2 separate regions of the Sus scrofa genome follow, and region 1 is linked to region 2. Evidence: chromatin contacts called from public Hi-C data. All regions are on one chromosome and are shown on one strand. Each heading gives the region's core, a stretch centred on a gene start, on an enhancer-like site or on the middle of the called end of the contact. The rest is flanking DNA. Distances are from core to core; before and after follow the strand shown.

Region 1 (5,494 bases), core at 1,797-4,296, 250 kb before region 2:
TGGAATTGATCTCAGCGACACCAGCGTCACTGACCTGCCCTAATAAGCCTGGGACGACGGTATTCTCGATGCCAGCTTGGTCGTAAAGCAGGTTCCTGGTGTGGAGACTTAGCCTAATCAATTAGATCTAGAAATGGAAAAATTCTGCCGTCTGTCACTCGTTTTGTTGCCTTGATCAGTGTTTGGTTGGGGGTGGATCCCAAAAGGATACAAGAAATGTCCATTTTAAGATCAAAATAAGACTAGTGAAAATGACAAAGTCCACTGAGCCTTTCTCGTGACTGGTCCCCATTGCCTGAGGTTAATAAAGAGGAAAAACAGGTGATCCTGACACGACAGAAACAGCCGTGGTGCAGGGAGTGCTTTTGGAGTTGGGGGACCCACCGCAGGGACAGAGGCTGTAGGCTTGAAGGTTGGGGGGTGGCGGGCAGAGGACAGCAGTACCCCGGGCAAGACCCAGTGCAGGGGCGAGATGGGAGGGAAGGCCCAGGGGAGGCAGCGAAGGGGAGAAGCCGGGCAGACCTCGGAAGGTTGCGGACGCATTCTGAGTCAGGAGAGCACTGGGTGAAAGACTCTCTGAGAGATGAACTGATTTTTCTAAGAACGGGCACGTCTTCTCTGACTTATTAACATAGATGGCTGTTAATAAGGCTCTATTCTGCCAAGGAACAGTCTTCATGGACGCTCCGGAGCCCCTTCAGGCCCGAGGGTCTTGGGCTCACACACCAGCCCGCTCACGTCGAGGTTCCCACCTGCCCGCACGGCTCATCAGGCCCAGCCCCGCCTCCCAGACCCTCGGGGTCCTCCTAGTGAGCGATGGGGCTCGGGACCTGCACCAGGAAGGGCCAGTCACCGCCGAGAGGACCCTGGCGTCACACCGTCCGGGACAGTCCGGTGCTGTGGGTTCCCCCAGCTCAGCCGGTGTGTACGCGTGCTCGGCGTGGTGAGCAAAGTCACTCCCTGTTCACGTCTCTTTACACTGGAAATGGTATTTCTTGCTGTAACATAGCCGCCCAGTTTTTCAGTCTGTCAGGGTTCACCTTCTCTCTGGAAAGAAACTGCTTCCCTTTAAATTCCATGTGCCACTAATAAAATGTATTTTGAAAGAATAACAGTGTGGGTAGGAGTCGCTGTTGACAGAGCCCAGAATGTACGCGAGCTGCCTGCGTCTGTCCGTCCAGACGGGGGCTTGTCAGAGAGGCCTCGCAGCCCGAGGGCAGAGCGCGGATGTGAGCTGACGTCCTGCCTCAGGGCGTACATGTGAGAGTTTGCAGAAGAAGCGAGTGTTTTTCTGGATGTGTGAAGGCAGAAGGCAAACCAGCATTTCGAGAAGCAGCGGGGCGGACAGACCGGACTTCTCGCCATGACGGCGGCCCAGTCCGAGCCCCCGTCCCGGGACCTCCCCGGCTGCCCTGAGCCCAGGAGAAAGAGATGCCCCTTGGAGGCAGAACGGAGTTTGAGTCCTGCCTCTCCCCACGGCCTGGGGGACCCTGGGCAGGTTAACATCGGAGAACCTTGTCATCTAAAAACAGATCACCCTGGAGAGAAAATGAAAATAAAGGACGACGGCCCGCTGTTCATCTTTGTAGTCTCTGGACCACGGAGAACGCGCGGCCAGGCCCAGAAGGAGGTTCTGCGGTTGGGTCCTTGAAAGCTTCAGATGCAACAACCATCCTTGGAAATGAGGACCGTGTTGGCAGATGGGGTCACTTGCTGGGGCTGCCAGCAGCAAAGTAGCACCGGCAGTGGCGTACACGCCAGACGCTTCACTGCTCACGGTTCTGGAGGCCGGCAGTCCCAGGTCCAGGTGTCCGTGGGGTGGCTCCCGGGCCGCGTTCCTTGGCCGCCACATGGCTGCCTTCTGCGGCCTCATGCCTTTTCTGTATGTGTGTCTGTGGCTCAGTTTCCTCCTAAGGACACCAGTCAGCCGGAATCAAGGCCACCTAACCACTCCCTTTTCATGCCAGCTTCTCTTCAGAGGCCCTGTCTCCAAATACCTGGGGGTTGGGGCTTCAACATGGGGGTTCTTGGAGTTCCCATTGTGACACAGAGAAAATGAATCAAACTATTATCCATGAGGATGCCGGTTCAATCCCTGGCTTCGATCTGTGGGTTGGGGACCTGGCGTTGCTGTGGCTGTGAAATAGGCCAGGAGCAGCAGCTCTGATTCGACCCCTAGCCTGGGAACCCCCATATGCTGCGGGTGTGGCCCTAAAAAGCAAAAAAAAGGAAAAGAAATGGAGGTTCTGGGGGCACACATTCAGCCCCAACAGGAAGTGAAGCAGAACTACATTAGGGGTTGGTTTTGGGGGGCAGGGAGGAATGGACTGAGGGTTCAGGATGGAGAGATTCTAAAATTGGGTTGTGGCGATGCTTATACAACTGTGAATATAATAAAAATTCATTGAATTAAAATAGAGGTTGGAGGAGTTCCTGTCGTGGCTCAGTGGTTAACGAATCCAACTAGGAACCATGAGGTTGCAGGCTCGATCCCTGGCCTTCCTCAGTGAGTTAAGGATCCAGTGTTGCTGTGAGCTGTGGCAAGTCTGTAGATCACAGACTTGGCTCAGATCTGGCATTGCTGTGGCTGTGGCATAGGCCGCCGGCCACAGCTCTGATTAGACCTCTAGCCTGGGGACCTCCATGTGCCAAGGATGTAGCTCTAGAAAGAGATCAAAAAAAAAAAAAATAGGGGTTGGAAAGGGAGAGACCTTTGGAGAAGTATCCGTTACCGAGGAGATAAGGAAGAAGGAAGAATGAGGGGGCGAGGCCTGATTTTGAGATTATCGTTTTATTCACAAGGGAAGTGGTTCTGGTCACCAGAGGCCACTGGAAGCTCAGCCCAGCTCGGCCACCTGCCCCCTGGTTAAGGAAGGTCCCCCAGCCCCTGTGCGCCAGCTAAGGACCTGGGTTCCCTGAACGACCACCTCCACTAGCCCGGATTCCCGAACGTGGAGACCACGTATGGGCCCCTCTTACCCCACACGCCGTCCAGAGGCGGCTCCCTAACTGCCCAGCAGATAAAGGAGTAAGACGGGATCTGAAGGAGTCTTCTGTCACTTCTGTGCCACAAGAGGGCAGCAGAGCACACAAAGTCCAGCGGACTCCGGCTCAAAACAATCTACTCAGAAATTTTGGAACCACAAGAGGCTTCCTGTTCTTGACTTTAATTTTCATCTAAATAATACGATCAGTTTTAGAGAACAGATGTCCAGAAAAACAAATACAAATTCCTCCAAGAACCCATCATAATCAGCCCCATCGCTGACTTTTAAAAACAGTGCATGGAATTCCTTCCCGTCGTGGCTCAGCAGAAACGAATCTGACTAGTATCCATAAGGACACAGGTTCAATCCCTGGCCTTGCTCAGCGGATCAAGGATCCGGCGTTGCCGTGAGCTGTGGTGTAGGTCGCAGATGCAGCTCAGATCCCACATTGCTGTGGCTCTGGTGTAGGCCAGCAGCTACAGCTCCAGTTCAGCCCATAGCCTGGGAACCTCCCTATGCCATGAGTGCAGCCCCAGAAAGACAAAAATAAACAGAAAATAAAAACAGCGCCACCTGCTCTGCACCTGCTGGCAGGTGTCGGGGCCCAAGGCAAGCACAGCCAGGCAGCCCCAGATCTGCCCCCTGGCCACACCTTCCAGCCAGGAAGAGAACTAGATCAGCTTTGCCCTAAACTGGCCGAAACAGTGGGATGATGAGCAAGTTGGTGGCCCGGAGCTGAGCAGGTGTCTGCTCACCTGCTGAGCTGGAAGGAACAGTCCTGGGAAAGAAAGGCCTTAACCTTGCAGCTGTTGGACGATAAACATTTTTTCCAAATAGCATCCTTTCTAGATGTGTTCCTCGCTAGATTATAGAGCCTGAGGACAGAACGGGCTGTGTGGCCCTCTCCTGAAGTGGATGGCATGGGAAAATTGCCGGGGGGGGACACTGTCCTTCCTGCTCCACCTTCTGCCTTCTCCCTCCCACTGCATCGGGGAGGCAGCTCAGGGGAGCAGGGACCTGTCACCGCAACGCTCCCACGGAGGAGAGAGCCCTGTGTAGGAGCGACCCAGGAAGGAATGGGGCTGGGCTGAAGGACAGAAGCAAAACCAGGTCAAGGAATGGTGCCAGGAGAGGCCTGGCCGGGGGTGGTACAGGGGCCCAGCAGTGGTTCCATCCATGGGATGCCATTAAATGGGCAGGCCACCGTCTATCTCGGCCGCCCACCATGCAGGACCCGGAAGGGTTGAGCCACCATCAAACAGCTGGTCTCTCGTGAGAGGCCCACATGCCAGGGGAGGCCCGGCAACCTCTCCGCCCTCCTGAAAGAGGAAATAAGGCCCAGAGAAACGGGTTTCCCAGGGCAGTAAATGTGGTTTATCTCAGCCTCTCTGATCCCAAATCCTCTGTCTCTCAGTGTCCTTATCACTTTGGGCTCCAATGTAGGTCTGGATGGTCCCACAGGCCCTCCAGGTGAGAAGCAGGAAAAAAAAAAAAAAAAATCATGTTTAACAACTTTATCTTTCAAATTCTGCTTTTTTTTTTCACCCAACCCACTATTAAAATGGAGTTAGACTTTTTCATACACGGAGAGGTTTGGACCATGCCTGGGCTGGATCGGGAGAGAACCCCCGGGCTGGGATTCTTTTTTTTTTTAATATATATATTAATCACTCATCGTCTCAGAGTCAACTCTGTTTTTGACTCTGCAGTTATCAGAACTTCCTGGATCCTGGACCAAACTCGGATGGGGTTCAGGTTCTAAGCCGAGGCTGGGAGCAAAGGCTCAGAGAGGCTGGTTCTTCCATCCTCTTTGACCTTGGCTCCGTTCATGACTCAGGCAGCCCCAGGGTTGCTATCTTGCAGGGTAGCGATTTTTACTAAACATACTTTAATTAAAAAGACGCTTTTAATACAAGGGGTGTATGTGCATTGTAGATGCTGGAAAACGTTGACAAAGAAATTTTTTTTAAGTGTGAGAAAACACAGATCCACAAAAATAAGGGGAAAAAAATGTCCCAGCACCCAGTCCATATCACTATTAATGCCCATCGGTATTTTCTCCAAAATGAGTTCAGTGCACACATCCTTTTTTAAATGCTTTTTCAGTTAATAATCCGCTTTTCCATGTCAATAAATGTTCACCTTTCATAATAGCCAACATTCAAATTTCTCCAGTTTTCTCAAAACACATCACCAACAGCAGGTTTCTCCCCATCCTGCCCCCTGCCTGGATGGTGGTTGTGCCCCGTGGTCTCTGCCCCGTTTTGAACAGCTCTGACTTGTTGGATGGTTAGGGCCCAGTGCCCAGCCTGGCTGCCAGGCTGCCTGGGACAACATGAGCATTGGGTGAGCATCTGTCACAGGCGCCTCCATCTCAAGCACAGGGGCCCCACCTGCAGCAGTGCCAGCCGTGGGAGCAGGCCTGGGTGCAAGGTTTGGAGAGGGAAGTGCCAGAGCACGAGGCCCCACCCAGAAATTTGGCAAAGCGTGACTCGGGGAGTCACGAG
Region 2 (5,873 bases), core at 679-3,178:
GGCTGAGAACCCACACTACCCCCATACTGGAGGACAAAGGAGATAAAACAATCAGGCACCAAGGCCACCCTTTCCTCCTCTGAAGCCAGAAAAGCTTCCTGACCCACCTACTTCATCATCCTCAGGCTCTTCCCAATCACCTACCTTCTTGGCTCTCTCTGCTTTGTCCCTTTCGATCTTTTCTCGGACTCTTTGTCTGGAACGCAGACAGGAACAAAGCAGGTCAGACACGGACAGAACAAATCCTGATTCCTTCCTCATCTCAGCCAACAGTCCCAGCACCCAGACCTGGCCGCTAACTCTTCAGCCTTTTCCCTCCGCCGCTCCTCAGCAGCCCGGCGCATCTCATCCTCCTGGAGCCGCTGTCGGGCAGCTGACAACTCCTGCCCTTGTCTCCTGCGCTGCCGTTCGCGTTCCAGGGCCTCCCGCTCCTCTCTCTCTTCACGTTCCCGCTGCTTCTGGGCCAGCAGCTCCAACATCCTGTGGCGCAGCAAGTTCAAGAGAAATGAATGTAAACTGGGAGTTTATGACGGCAGTCTCAGGAAAACAAAATCTGCGAACACGGTCCCAAAACAGATGGAAGACTCAAAGAGGAAAAAGCCAAGAAAGACAGAGGGAAGGCGGAAAGTTCGAGGTTCTTTGATCAGACTTGTGTACTGGGGAGAAGTGGGAGGTGACCCTCAGGAATGTGGGCTTGTTTCTCACACCTCTTAGTCTGTTCCTGTCTTTCCTCTTCACTCAACGGGGGTTTGCCTTCTCCGGCAGCAGACCCAGGTCCTGCAAAGAAACAATCAGTGTTATTACTCGTTCAGCCTCCTTCTCGGGCCCTCCTGAATAATCACGCTGTGTCCCTCAGTCAGGACCTTCGGGGCTACTTTGCTCCGAAGGGGTGGGTTCCCGTCCCAGGACATGTCCAAGGGGGGTCGCTAGTGGCTCGTCCACATCGGGGTCGTCTTCGTGCTCCATCAACCTGGCGGGGAAAGTCAGGAGGAAGGTCATAACGTTGAGACTGCCCCTCCCAGCCGCCCCCAGGCCCCTTGCACCCGGTCTCAGCTCTCACCAGTCCATCGCAGCCTCGATGCCCTGGTTCCCTGTGAGGGCCAGAGCCTTCTCCCTGGGGGCAGAAACACCGTGAATAGCGCCCACCAGCCATGGCGCTCATCAGGCTGGGGCGGAGAGCCTGAGGCCAGGCTGGGGCAAAGGCCTGGGCAGGTCCGCGACCCCCGCGGTCCCGCGTTAGGGGGCTCCCTTACGCGCGTCCCCTGGGGAAGCCCATCTCGATGAGACTCTCCAGAGCCGTCAGCTCCGCCATGACGCCGCCACCGCCGCTTCCGCGGGGACCTGGAGGGACGAGGAGGGTGGAGGGGGTCGGCGTGGTGCGCCCCCCGCCGGCGCGCAATCCCGCCTCCAAAGCCCCAGCCCGGGGCTCGCTTACTCACCGGCAGCGGCCCGGCCGCGGACACTGACGAGAAGAAAGCCCGGGGGAAGCGGAAGTGCCCGAATCTGTTTGGGTCACGTGGAGGCGGCCGTGGACGGGTGCCGCAGAGAGCCAGACCACGCGGGCCCGGCCCGGCCGCCCCCGCCCAGAGCGGACCCCGACCGGCGGCGCGTGGGAGTCGCGGACGGGAGGGGACGCCACCGCTCCACATCCTCAGCCGAGGCGCCTTGGCGGTGGTGGAGAGGAAGGATGATGCCCCCCTGAAACCCATGGGCCCATGAAGCCAGTTCCCGATACGACCCCTTAGCGAAACCGTTTGGAAAGTTATAGAGCAATGTCCATAGAAATGCATGCGCTCTTTGACCTGCTCATCCTCTGGGGGGAGTTGAGCCATCCTCCGCCCCCACTGCCAAAGCGATCTTTGCAAAACACAATATCTGATTAGATCCTGTCATCACCTCCCTGATTAAGACTTCTCCATGAGGCGTTCCCATCATGGCGCAGTGGTTAAGGAATCCGACTAGGAACCATGAGGTTGCAGGTTCGATCCCTGGCCTTGCTCAGTGGGTTAAGGATCCGGCATTGCTCTGAGCTGTGGTATGGGTCGCAGCCGCAGCTCGGATCCCAAGGTTGTGGTGGCTACAGCTCTGACTGGACCCCTAGCCTGGGAACCTCCATATGCCCAGGAGCGGCCCAAGAAATGGCAAAAAGACAAAAACAAAAAACAAAACAAAAAAAACCCACTTCTCCGTGAGAAGTTCCTGTTGTGGAGCCGGGGAAACGAACCTGACTGGTATCCATGAAGATGCCGTTCCGTTGGTGGGTTTAGGGTCTGGCATTGCTGTGAGCTGTGGTGTAGGTTGTGACTTGGATCTGGCGTGGCTGTGGCTGTGGCTGTGACCGGCAGCTACAGCTCCTATTTGACCTCTATCCTGGGAACCTCTATATGCCATGCCATGAGTTCGGCTCAGAAAAAGACTTCTCTGTGACACCCCAGTCTCCCAGGAGGAAACTTAAATGCCAGTAGTCTGGCAACCTCCTACCCGATTTTTTGTTTGTTTGTTTGTTTGTTTGTTAATGTCCCATTTGTAAAGCGAGGATAACCATAGCACGAACCTTAGGCACCAGACAAAACTGTACTGTGTAAATGTTGGTAGTTAGTATTGAGTTCATCCCCCATCACTTGAGGTTACCTAGTGCAGATTGCAAAACAGGCCTTCTAGTTCTTCCTGGCTTTTGCACATACCAGTTCTTCTGTCTGGGTTTTCCTGCCTCTTCTGTGGCAGGAAATAACCCCCAGTCACCTTTTGGACTGGACTCTGGGTTTGCTTTCTGAGGGAATCCTGCTTTGACCACCCCCTCTCCACCTCCTAGCTCCAGTATTTATTCCATTAACATTTAGCCCCCTGCTATGTAGTCTTGTTGACTGCTTAGCCCTCCATCGCCCCCTATGCTGTTAGGTCCCTTAAGTTAAAGGTAACTTTAAATATTTATTAGGAGGCAGAGTAATAATAAGTTACTGGTATCAATAATATATGCACCAGAGATTGTTATAGTTGATGTATATTTAGTCATCACAACAGTCCATGTGCTATAGAAACTATTATCGATCACAGGAAATAGGCACAGAAAGATCATTTACTGAAGGTCACAGAGCTAGTAAGGAGTAGCACGAGGATTCAGACCTACTGAGTGTGCATTCATGAGACTGCTATGCTATGCTGCCTCACTGTGGTGGAGCAAAGAGCATCAGCTTTGGAGTTGGGCAGTTTGGGCTGAAATCCCAACTCAGCGCCTTACTTATGGTTTCAAATCCGTTAGAACCTTAAACGTCTCATCTGTGAAAATGTGAAACCATCTTTTGGAATGATTTGTGATAGAGATCAAGTGAGAACGCATGTAAAACATATCTTTAAATAATGAGATAGTAGGCCCTCATTATTTGTAAATGAATAAATGCTGAGGAAATACAGGGTCAATTAAAACAATTTTTTTTTTCCTTTTTCTGTCTTTTTTGCCTTTTCTAGGGCCGCTTCTGCGGCATATGGAGGTTCCCAGGCTAGGGGTCTAATCAGAGCTGCGAGAGCCACAGCAACGCCAGATCTGAGCCGAGTCTGCAACCTACACCACAGCTCACAGCAACGCCGGGTCCTTAACCCACTGAGCAAGGCCAGGGATCGAACCCAAAACCTCATGGTTCCCAGTCGGATTCCCGCTGAGCCACGACGGGAACTCCCCCCCACCAAAAAAATTTTTTTTTTTCTTTTGGGGGCTGCACCCTTAACATCATGCAGAAGTTCCAGGGCCAGGAATCCGACCTGTGCCACAGCAGTGACAATGCCAGATCCTGTGTGTGTGTGTGTGTGTGCGTGCGCGTGCACGCACGCGTGCCCACACGCACACTTTTTAGGGCTGAACCCATGGCACATGGAGATTCCCAGGCTGGGGTTCAAATAGCTGCTGGCCTACACCACAGCCACAGCAACGCAGGATCCCTAACCCACTGAGCAAGGCTAGGGATCCAACCTGCGTATTCATGGATGCTAGTCAGACTTATTACCCACTGAGCCAGGACAGGAACTCTGGCAACGCCAGATCCTTAACCCACTGAGCCACCAAAGAACTCTAGGAATTAAATTTAAAAGTCACTAAGTATTCACTGCCATGTGATGAGTGTTCTAGGTAACAAATGTATTCTAAGTTTATTCCAGAGGGCCAATAATAAAATAATGATTAAATAGTATAGTACTGCCTCTCTCACCTCATTTCAGATGGGTACCCTATAGAAATACACAAATAAGGGAGTTCCCGTCGTGGTGCAGTGGTTAACGAATCCGACTAGGAACCATGAGGTTGCGGGTTCGGTCCCTGCCCTTGCTCAGTGGGTTGAGGATCCAGCGTTGCCTTGAGCTGTGGTGTAGGTTGCAGACGCGGCTCGGATCCTGTGTTGCTGTAGCTCTGGCGTAGGCCAGTGGCTACAGTTCGGATTGGACCCCTAGCCTGGGAACCTCCATATGCCGCAGGAGCGGCCCAAAGAAATAGCAAAAAGACAAAACAAACAAACAAACAAACAAACAAACACAAATAAGGATGTCCACAGCAAACGCTGAAGACAACTACAGTGTTCCAACAAAGAGGAATGGCTACTGCCAGTTTAGAAGCATCCTCCTCGGGGAAATTACGCAGCTTTTAACATAATTAAGGAGGTTGTTGTTTACCAACATGGAACATTGTCCATAATGTATTGAATGAAAGCAGAAAATACTGGCATTACATAGAGAAAAATTTGTTCTGATATAGGTACTTACCTCTTGAAGAGGAAGGGAATTTCATTTTATCCTCTTTACTATTATTTCAATTTGTATAAGTGTTTTTTTTTTTTGTCTTTTTTTTGTCTTGTCTAGGGCCGCACTCGCGGCATAGGGAGGTTCCCAGGCTAGAGGTCGAATCAGAGCTGTAGCCCCCAGCCTACGCCAGAGCCACAGAAACACCAGATCCGAGCTGCGTCTGCAACCTATACCACAGCTCACGGCCACGCCGGATCCTTAACCCACTGAGCAAGGCCAGGGATCGAACCGGCAACCTCATGGTTCCTAGTCAGATTCGTTAACCACTGAGCCATAATGAAAACTCCTGTATAAGTGTTACTTTTATAATTAAAAAAAAAGTTATAAGAGCAGTAAAAGTGAGCAATAAGGAGCAACTTAAAGACTTTTCTACATCCGGTTAATTTAAAAATAAACTCAGGAGTTTTTTCTGTGGCTCAAAGGGATAGTAGGTGCCTCAGGAGCACCAGGACACAGATTCAACACTCGGCCAGGCATAGGGGATTAAGGATCCGGTGTTCCCAACAGCTGCCTTGTAGGTTGAAATGGCAGCTGGGATCTGATGCCTGATCTGGGGCTCCGTATGCTGGAAAAAAAGAAAAAATAGGGAGTTCCCGTCATGGCGCAGTGGTTAACGAATCCGACTAGGAACCATGAGGTTGCGGGTTCGGTCCCTGGCCTTGCTCAGTGGGTTAAGGATCCGGCGTGGCCGTGAGCTGTGGTGTAGGTTGCAGACGCGGCTCGGATCCTGTGTTGCTGTAGCTCTGGCGTAGGCCAGTGGCTACAGTTCGGATTGGACCCCTAGCCTGGGAACCTCCATATGCCGCAGGAGCGGCCCAAAGAAATAGCAAAAAGACAAAACAAACAAACAAACAAACAAACAAACACAAATAAGGATGTCCACAGCAAACGCTGAAGACAACTACAGTGTTCCAACAAAGAGGAATGGCTACTGCCAGTTTAGAAGCATCCTCCTCGGGGAAATTACGCAGCTTTTAACATAATTAAGGAGGTTGTTGTTTACCAACATGGAACATTGTCCATAATGTATTGAATGAAAGCAGAAAATACTGGCATTACATAGAGAAAAATTTGTTCTGATATAGGTA

Evidence for each region. A called contact is a pair of places that touch in the nucleus more often than the background predicts.
Region 1: a contact with region 2 is called in a Hi-C map of retroperitoneal adipose tissue, with 2.4 times the contacts expected there. The contact joins the enhancer-like site here to the promoter of UBXN1 in region 2. A contact is called at or near these places in 4 of 5 promoter capture datasets (fetal liver, fetal skeletal muscle and liver), 22 of 47 Hi-C or Micro-C datasets (adipose tissue, alveolar macrophages, blood and 13 more) and 2 of 2 datasets of contacts at active chromatin or transcription factors (alveolar macrophages and skeletal muscle).

Annotation. Positions count from the first base shown.
Region 1 is chr2:9,323,878-9,329,371 of Sscrofa11.1, reverse strand. It overlaps ASRGL1 (isoaspartyl peptidase/L-asparaginase), which reads left to right. Exons shown (of 7, transcript XM_005660800.3): 7 at 1-1,112. The coding sequence ends at 43. LOC106509330 (a long non-coding RNA gene) reads right to left here. Exons shown (of 2, transcript XR_001306766.2): 2 at 4,520-5,494. Among named protein-coding and RNA genes, the nearest start is that of SCGB1A1, 24 kb to the right of the region's middle. Within about 2 kb of position 3,046, at least 13 of the 83 cell types and tissues checked have an H3K27ac peak or open chromatin away from gene starts, as enhancers often do. A contact at or near this core is called in adipose tissue, retroperitoneal adipose tissue and subcutaneous adipose tissue, where this site is marked.
Region 2 is chr2:9,068,604-9,074,476 of Sscrofa11.1, reverse strand. It overlaps UBXN1 (UBX domain-containing protein 1), which reads right to left and starts at 1,928. Exons shown (of 9, transcript XR_002341466.1): 1 at 1,440-1,928; 2 at 1,254-1,341; 3 at 1,061-1,114; 4 at 864-970; 5 at 708-777; 6 at 289-480; 7 at 145-196; 8 at 1-26.